Linked DNA regions of Sus scrofa: region 1 is linked to region 2. The links are chromatin contacts, called in public Hi-C maps. All regions are on one chromosome and are shown on one strand. The core of a region is the stretch at or near the end of the contact, and the rest is flanking DNA. Distances in the headings are between cores, read along the strand shown. Region 1 has its middle 12 kb from the start of PHF2. Region 2 holds the start of FAM120A (constitutive coactivator of PPAR-gamma-like protein 1).

What was found. Hi-C and Micro-C count contacts between places; a contact is called where the count stands out from the background.
Region 1: a contact with region 2 is called in a Hi-C map of alveolar macrophages, with 2.4 times the contacts expected there. A contact is called at or near these places in 1 of 5 promoter capture datasets (liver), 4 of 47 Hi-C or Micro-C datasets (alveolar macrophages, heart right ventricle, liver and 1 more) and 2 of 2 datasets of targeted methods (alveolar macrophages and skeletal muscle).

Annotation. Positions count from the first base shown.
Region 1 is chr3:42,975,356-42,978,197 of Sscrofa11.1, forward strand. No RefSeq gene overlaps it. Among named protein-coding and RNA genes, the nearest start is that of PHF2, 12 kb to the right of the region's middle.
Region 2 is chr3:42,860,191-42,862,890 of Sscrofa11.1, forward strand. FAM120A (constitutive coactivator of PPAR-gamma-like protein 1) reads left to right here and starts at 1,404. Exons shown (of 19, transcript XM_021088177.1): 1 at 1,404-1,941. The coding sequence starts at 1,468. It overlaps LOC102158199 (a long non-coding RNA gene), which reads right to left and starts at 1,171. Exons shown (of 2, transcript XR_302257.2): 1 at 480-1,171.

The DNA.
Region 1 (2,842 bases), core at 181-2,680, 120 kb after region 2:
TAGAATCCTTGAGGATACGGGTTCAATCCCTGGCCTCACTCAGTGGTTCGGTGATCTGGCATTACCATGAGGTGTGGTGTAGGTCACAGACACAGCTCAGATCCCGCTTTGCTGTGGCTGTGGCATAGGCCAGCAACTGCAGCTCCAATTTGACCCCTAGCCTGAGAGCCTCCATGTGCTGAGGGTTTGGCCCTAAAAAGCAAAAAAAAAAAAAAAAAAAAAAAAACACAAAAAAAACAAGAAATACATTCTATCTTGATTAAACCACTTAAAAAAAAAAAAAAAACAAGAACCATACCATATTCAGATTTATTTAGGTTTTTACCTAATGTCCTTTTTTGTTGTAGGATCTACCATGTATATTTAGTTGTCATGGCTCTTTAGGCTCTTTGTTGTGACAGTTTCTCAGACTTTCCTTGTTTTTGATGATCTTGTGACAGTCTTGGTCAGATATTTTGTTGACTGTCCTTCAGCTGTGATTTGTCTAATTTTTTTTCAGGAATGAGCTGGGGTAGGCTAGATAAAATTAACTTGCCTTAACACCTTGATGGCAGCCTTGATCATCTGCTGAGTCTGTTGGTCAGCTCTCTTCCCTGTAAAGTTGCTGGCCCCTGCTCCTTTGCATACTGTGCTTTCCATGTGCAGCCCTTAATTAATCAAGGAGTGGGGAGTCATGCTTGAGTAGCTAGTAAATTCTTAGGAATTCTTGGGCATGGCAAATTGATCTCTTCCTCATTTCCCTGTGTTTTTACATCATTGAGTTCTGAGTCCTTTGCACAGGAGAGGGGTGAAAGGTGAGCATTGAATATATTTTATTGGTTATTTTGTGAGCATCCTTTGTGTTTCATGTGCTAATGACACCTTTAATGATGATACCCTAAGATAGGACATGCTTTTTTAGAAGCACTGTTCTAGGTGTTTTAGCTCATTTAATGCTCACAGCAATGCTCTCAGGATGACACTATTATTACCACCAAAGATGATTTTTAACTTATTGGAGGCCACACTGCTAGTGAGCGGTTATGACAGAATCCGAGCCAATTAGAGCCCACACTCAGCCTTGGAGGAGCCCTTTGGTCCAGCAATCCCCTCCTCCTGGCCTGCCCAGCTCCTAGGAAACCGCGTCATCGGGCAGTGCAAGGGGGTGGGGTGCGCGGGAGGGGAGTGGGCCACGCGGGAAAGATGAGGTGGGGTGTCAGAAGATGTGGTATCACGGATGCAAGGACTGCGGGCGCGCGCTCTCCGCCAACGGCGCGGAACCCGGGGGCGGAGAGGGGACAGCCGCCTCTGGGCCCCGCCGGCCCGGCCTCCAGGCGGAGGAGGGCGCGCCTGGGGAGCGCGCTTCCGGCCCTGCGTGGGGCGGGGCGGGGCCTTGCGCGGGGCGGCCCGTTCCCGCCCTGCCGGGGTGCGCGCGCACTCTCCCCTCCCATCCCCAGGCCCGCGTTCCGTCGCGTCCTGAGCTACGGCGCAGCCCAGGCCCGAAGCGGTCGGGGGAGGTCGGCCAGGGCCGCTTTGGCGTCCACACTGAGGGCGGCTGGAGCCGAATTCCACGCGCAGAGCGCCTTCCGGGTTCCCGGGGACCGCGAGGGCCAAGGGGAGTGGGCCAGGGTTTCCCCACGATCACCGCTCAAGTTCTTCGTTCCCCGGAGCCCGACGGCAGAAAACCCCGCCTGTGCCAGGGCTGGGCGCGCACGCCGCGTAACCCTGTAGCCCAGGACCCTGCGCTTCTGTGGGACTGACCACCGTCCCTAGTGCCTGAGCCGGTCTGTTGGTACGCAAACCCTGGCAGTTTTCCTGCTCCCGGCAGGTATGCAGACGCCAAATGCCCTTAACTTCCGCTCCTTCAGGCTGTGGCTCTGAATTTGGAGGAAACAAAGGCAAAACCAAGACCTCTCTTCCCTGACCCTTGTGGTCAGGTGTGTTGGGACGTAGGCTCCTCTGTGTTCATGTCACGCTCAGGTCCACTGCACCAAGGGCCACCGTGGCCCCCCGCCTTTACACTCCCTCGTCGTGAGAGGCAGTGGGAAGCAGAACGTCTTACAGAGACCACAGTTCTGGTGAGGACTCCCCACAGGGCTCACCCAGTCTGTGCCGGCAGCACGTTTTAATCCAGTGTCCACTGCAAACGCCTGGCAAGTTTTCTCCGTGGGACGGTCTCTCCAGGGAAGGTTGTGTTCTCAGTGCCACCTGCCTCTACCCCTAGATGCCAGCGATGCCTCCCTGCTATGAACCAGCACCACCCCCAACCCCACCCCGCACATTTCCTTGTCTTCATGGAGAACGGCTCAGTATTTTGGAGAGGGGAGAAGGACAGAGGTGCAGACCTGGGCATGAGGCAGAGGGAGGCCACACTTACTTGGGGACACTCTGGCCGGTCCTTCCCACATCGCTAGGATTGCAGGGGATGGCCTGAGTGGCATTCTCAAAAGTGAACTGTTCCCAAGGCTCAGGACCAGATTCTGATCCTGTCGTTGCCCCTACGACAATGTACACTCTCCTGGGGCAACAGCTTCTTTTCCTTTAAAAAAATAGCTTCTTAACAGATGTGATAAATTCGTTGGAGTAATAAAAAAATTTTTTTTAAATAGCTTTTTTTCTGTTTCAAAAGTAATATGCTTGTAGTAACTTTTAAAAATATAATAGGAGTTCCTGCTGTGGCCCACTGGGTTAAGAATCCGACTGAAGCAACTGGGATTGCTGCAGAGGTGTGGGTTCAAGCCCCAGCCCCGCCCAGTGGGTTGGCATAGGTCCCACCTGTTGTTCAAATTCACTTCCTGGCTCAGGAACTTCCATATGTGCAGGTGTGACCATAAAATTTTAAAACATTAATTTAAAACATTTA
Region 2 (2,700 bases), core at 154-2,653:
ACCTGTCACTGGTGGGAAAATGATAAAGGGGAGCCTCAGGTAGTGAAACCACTTTGAGGGGGTCAGAGTCAGAACTACCTGTTAAGGAACTCTATCTACTCCCTAAAAGGGAGCTCCAGTGAGGGTCTCCGCTTACAACGCAGCCCTATTTCTCCCAGAAAAGCAGTAATCCCAGCGAGTCGTGGGGTCAATCTGCCACCTTTCTAACTTTCTCAGAATTAGGACTCCACTCCTTATGAACAACTGCAAGTCTGGAGAGTTATTTTCTAAGTTAATTAAAGATACCAATGCGATTAAAGCTGAGAGAGCAGGAGATCATTTCTAAAACTTGGTGACTACACCCAGCACACAGTCTAGTTCCTTTCTCCATTTGGGACAAATGGCTTCTGCTCACCATCCTCCCTCCCAGATGCACCCCGACGTCTACTGCCTGCCTACTCTTCAGTCTGCAGCCACCTCCGCCAGGGCACCGGTCCCACCTTTGGGTGACTGCCCCTGGGACCAGGACGAGACTCTTGGGGTGGCCACACCCCAGGGATGAGACCTCCTCTGGTGACCGTCTCTCAAGGGACTGGATGTGGCTTCCTTGAGGGGATGATACCCCAAGGTCAGGCTGAGGTCTCCTCGGGGTGACCAGCTCCTGGGGATGGACGCGGATTCCTCAGGTGACTGACTCCTGGAGACGGGAAGGGGCCTTCTCTGGGTGACCAGTCCACGGGGGCGCGAGAGGGCCTCCTTGGAATGACCGGCGCAGGGGATGACAATGGGGCTTTCTTATGGCCATCGGCGACGGGCCGGGCCTCCTCCTCGAGGCGACCAGCTTTCAGGATGAGAACTCTTCAGGGTGATCGGATCCCGAGGACACAACGTGGCCTCCTCGGGGTGAGCGGTTCGCAGCGGGGCCGGGAAAGGGATTGTCCGACTGGCTTCCGCGGACAAGACCGTCTGGGGTGACCGTACCCCAGGGATGCGAGGAGGCTTCCCCGGTGACAGCTCTAGGGGTCATAAAGCGGAGGAGGTGAGGCCGCCGCCCCGAGGCCTCCCGGAAGCTCGCGCAGACCCCGCGCACCGCCTGGGCCGGGCGCCCCTCCCGCGGGCCGGGGATCGTGTGGGTAGGGGTCTCAGGCTCCGGCTGCCCGCCCCGCCCCGCGGCACCGCCTCTTCCGCCGGCCCGCGGACGTCAGCCGTCGCCGCCCCGCCCCGCCCCGCCCCGCCGCTGCCGCCGCCGCCGCCCGCGCGAGGCCGCCTCCGCCTGGCCTGGGCCTGGAGCGGCGCACGGCGCAGGTCCCTCCCCGCCATGGCCCTGGGAGGCGGCAGCACATGGCGGCCGCAGCGGCCATGAGCGCGCCCGCGGCCCGGCCCGGCCCCCCCTAGAGCCCGCCCCCGGCCCCGGCCCCGGCTCGCGCCACGGCCCCGCCGCCCCCGGCCCCGCCGCCCCGCCGCCCCGCGCCCGCCGCCGCCGCCGCCATGGGCGTGCAGGGCTTCCAGGACTACATCGAGAAGCACTGCCCGAGCGCCGTGGTGCCGGTGGAGCTGCAGAAGCTGGCCCGGGGCAGCCTGGTGGGCGGCGGGCGGCAGCGGCCCCCGCACACGCCGCTGCGCCTGCTGGTGGACGCCGACAACTGCCTGCACCGCCTCTACGGCGGCTTCTACACCGACTGGGTGAGCGGCGGCCAGTGGAACCACATGCTCGGCTACCTGGCCGCGCTAGCCAAGGCCTGCTTCGGCGGCAACATCGAGCTCTTCGTCTTCTTCAACGGCGCGCTCGAGAAGGCGCGGCTGCACGAATGGGTCAAGCGGCAGGGCAACGAGCGCCAGACGGCGCAGCAGATCGTCAGCCATGTCCAGAACAAGGGCACCCCGCCGCCCAAGGTCTGGTTCCTGCCACCCGTCTGCATGGCGCACTGCATCCGCCTGGCGCTCATCCGCTTCCACGTCAAGGTGCGGCCCGCTGAGAGGGCGGGCGGGCTGGCCGGGGTCGGTAGGGGCCGACGGGCCGGCCAGGGGCAGGGTTGGAAGCCCGGGCCGGCCGGGGTCGCTTCAATTCAGGGTCAGGGTGGGCCGGGATCTGGAGTCCGCGGTCAGAGTTGGACTGGAGTCTGGAGTGGGCGGGTGGTCTGGGGTCCGGGCCTGGGTCTGAGTCTGGAGCCCGGGGCCGAGTCCGAGTCTGGAATCTGCGTTTGGGCCGGGGTTGGGATCTGGGGTCTCTGCGGGCCAGGAGCTGAAGTTGGAGCCGGGCTGGGGCCGGGGCCCCGGTGGGGGTCTGGGCCCCGGGGACCGCAGGTTCCTCTCCCCTCCTGGTCTGTCTGACGGACCTGCTGCAAAATGGACGCGCGGCCTGGAGTCCGGCCGGCGGCTGCGAGTGCCCGGGATCTGGGGGCCTGGGTTGCCCCAGGCGGTAGCTGCAAGCTCGGAGGGCACAGTGCCGCCCTTGCTGAGATCCCGCGTATTCCTCCACTCTTTAAAGCTCCTAACGTCAACTTTCATGAGACATTCGTTTTCGAATTTCGCAAGACTTGAACAGCAACAGGTTTTTTTGTGGGAGCAGGTGGGCTGGCTGGCAACAGGAAGGGGTCTCCATCCATTGAGGGTGGATTGAAGTTCTGCCTACTGCGGTCACTCCGGCTCAGCTGGGGGCAGTGACCTGGGCAAGGCCTGAGGAATTGGTCTCTTCTTGAGAACTCAGGCCTGGGTCCAGGT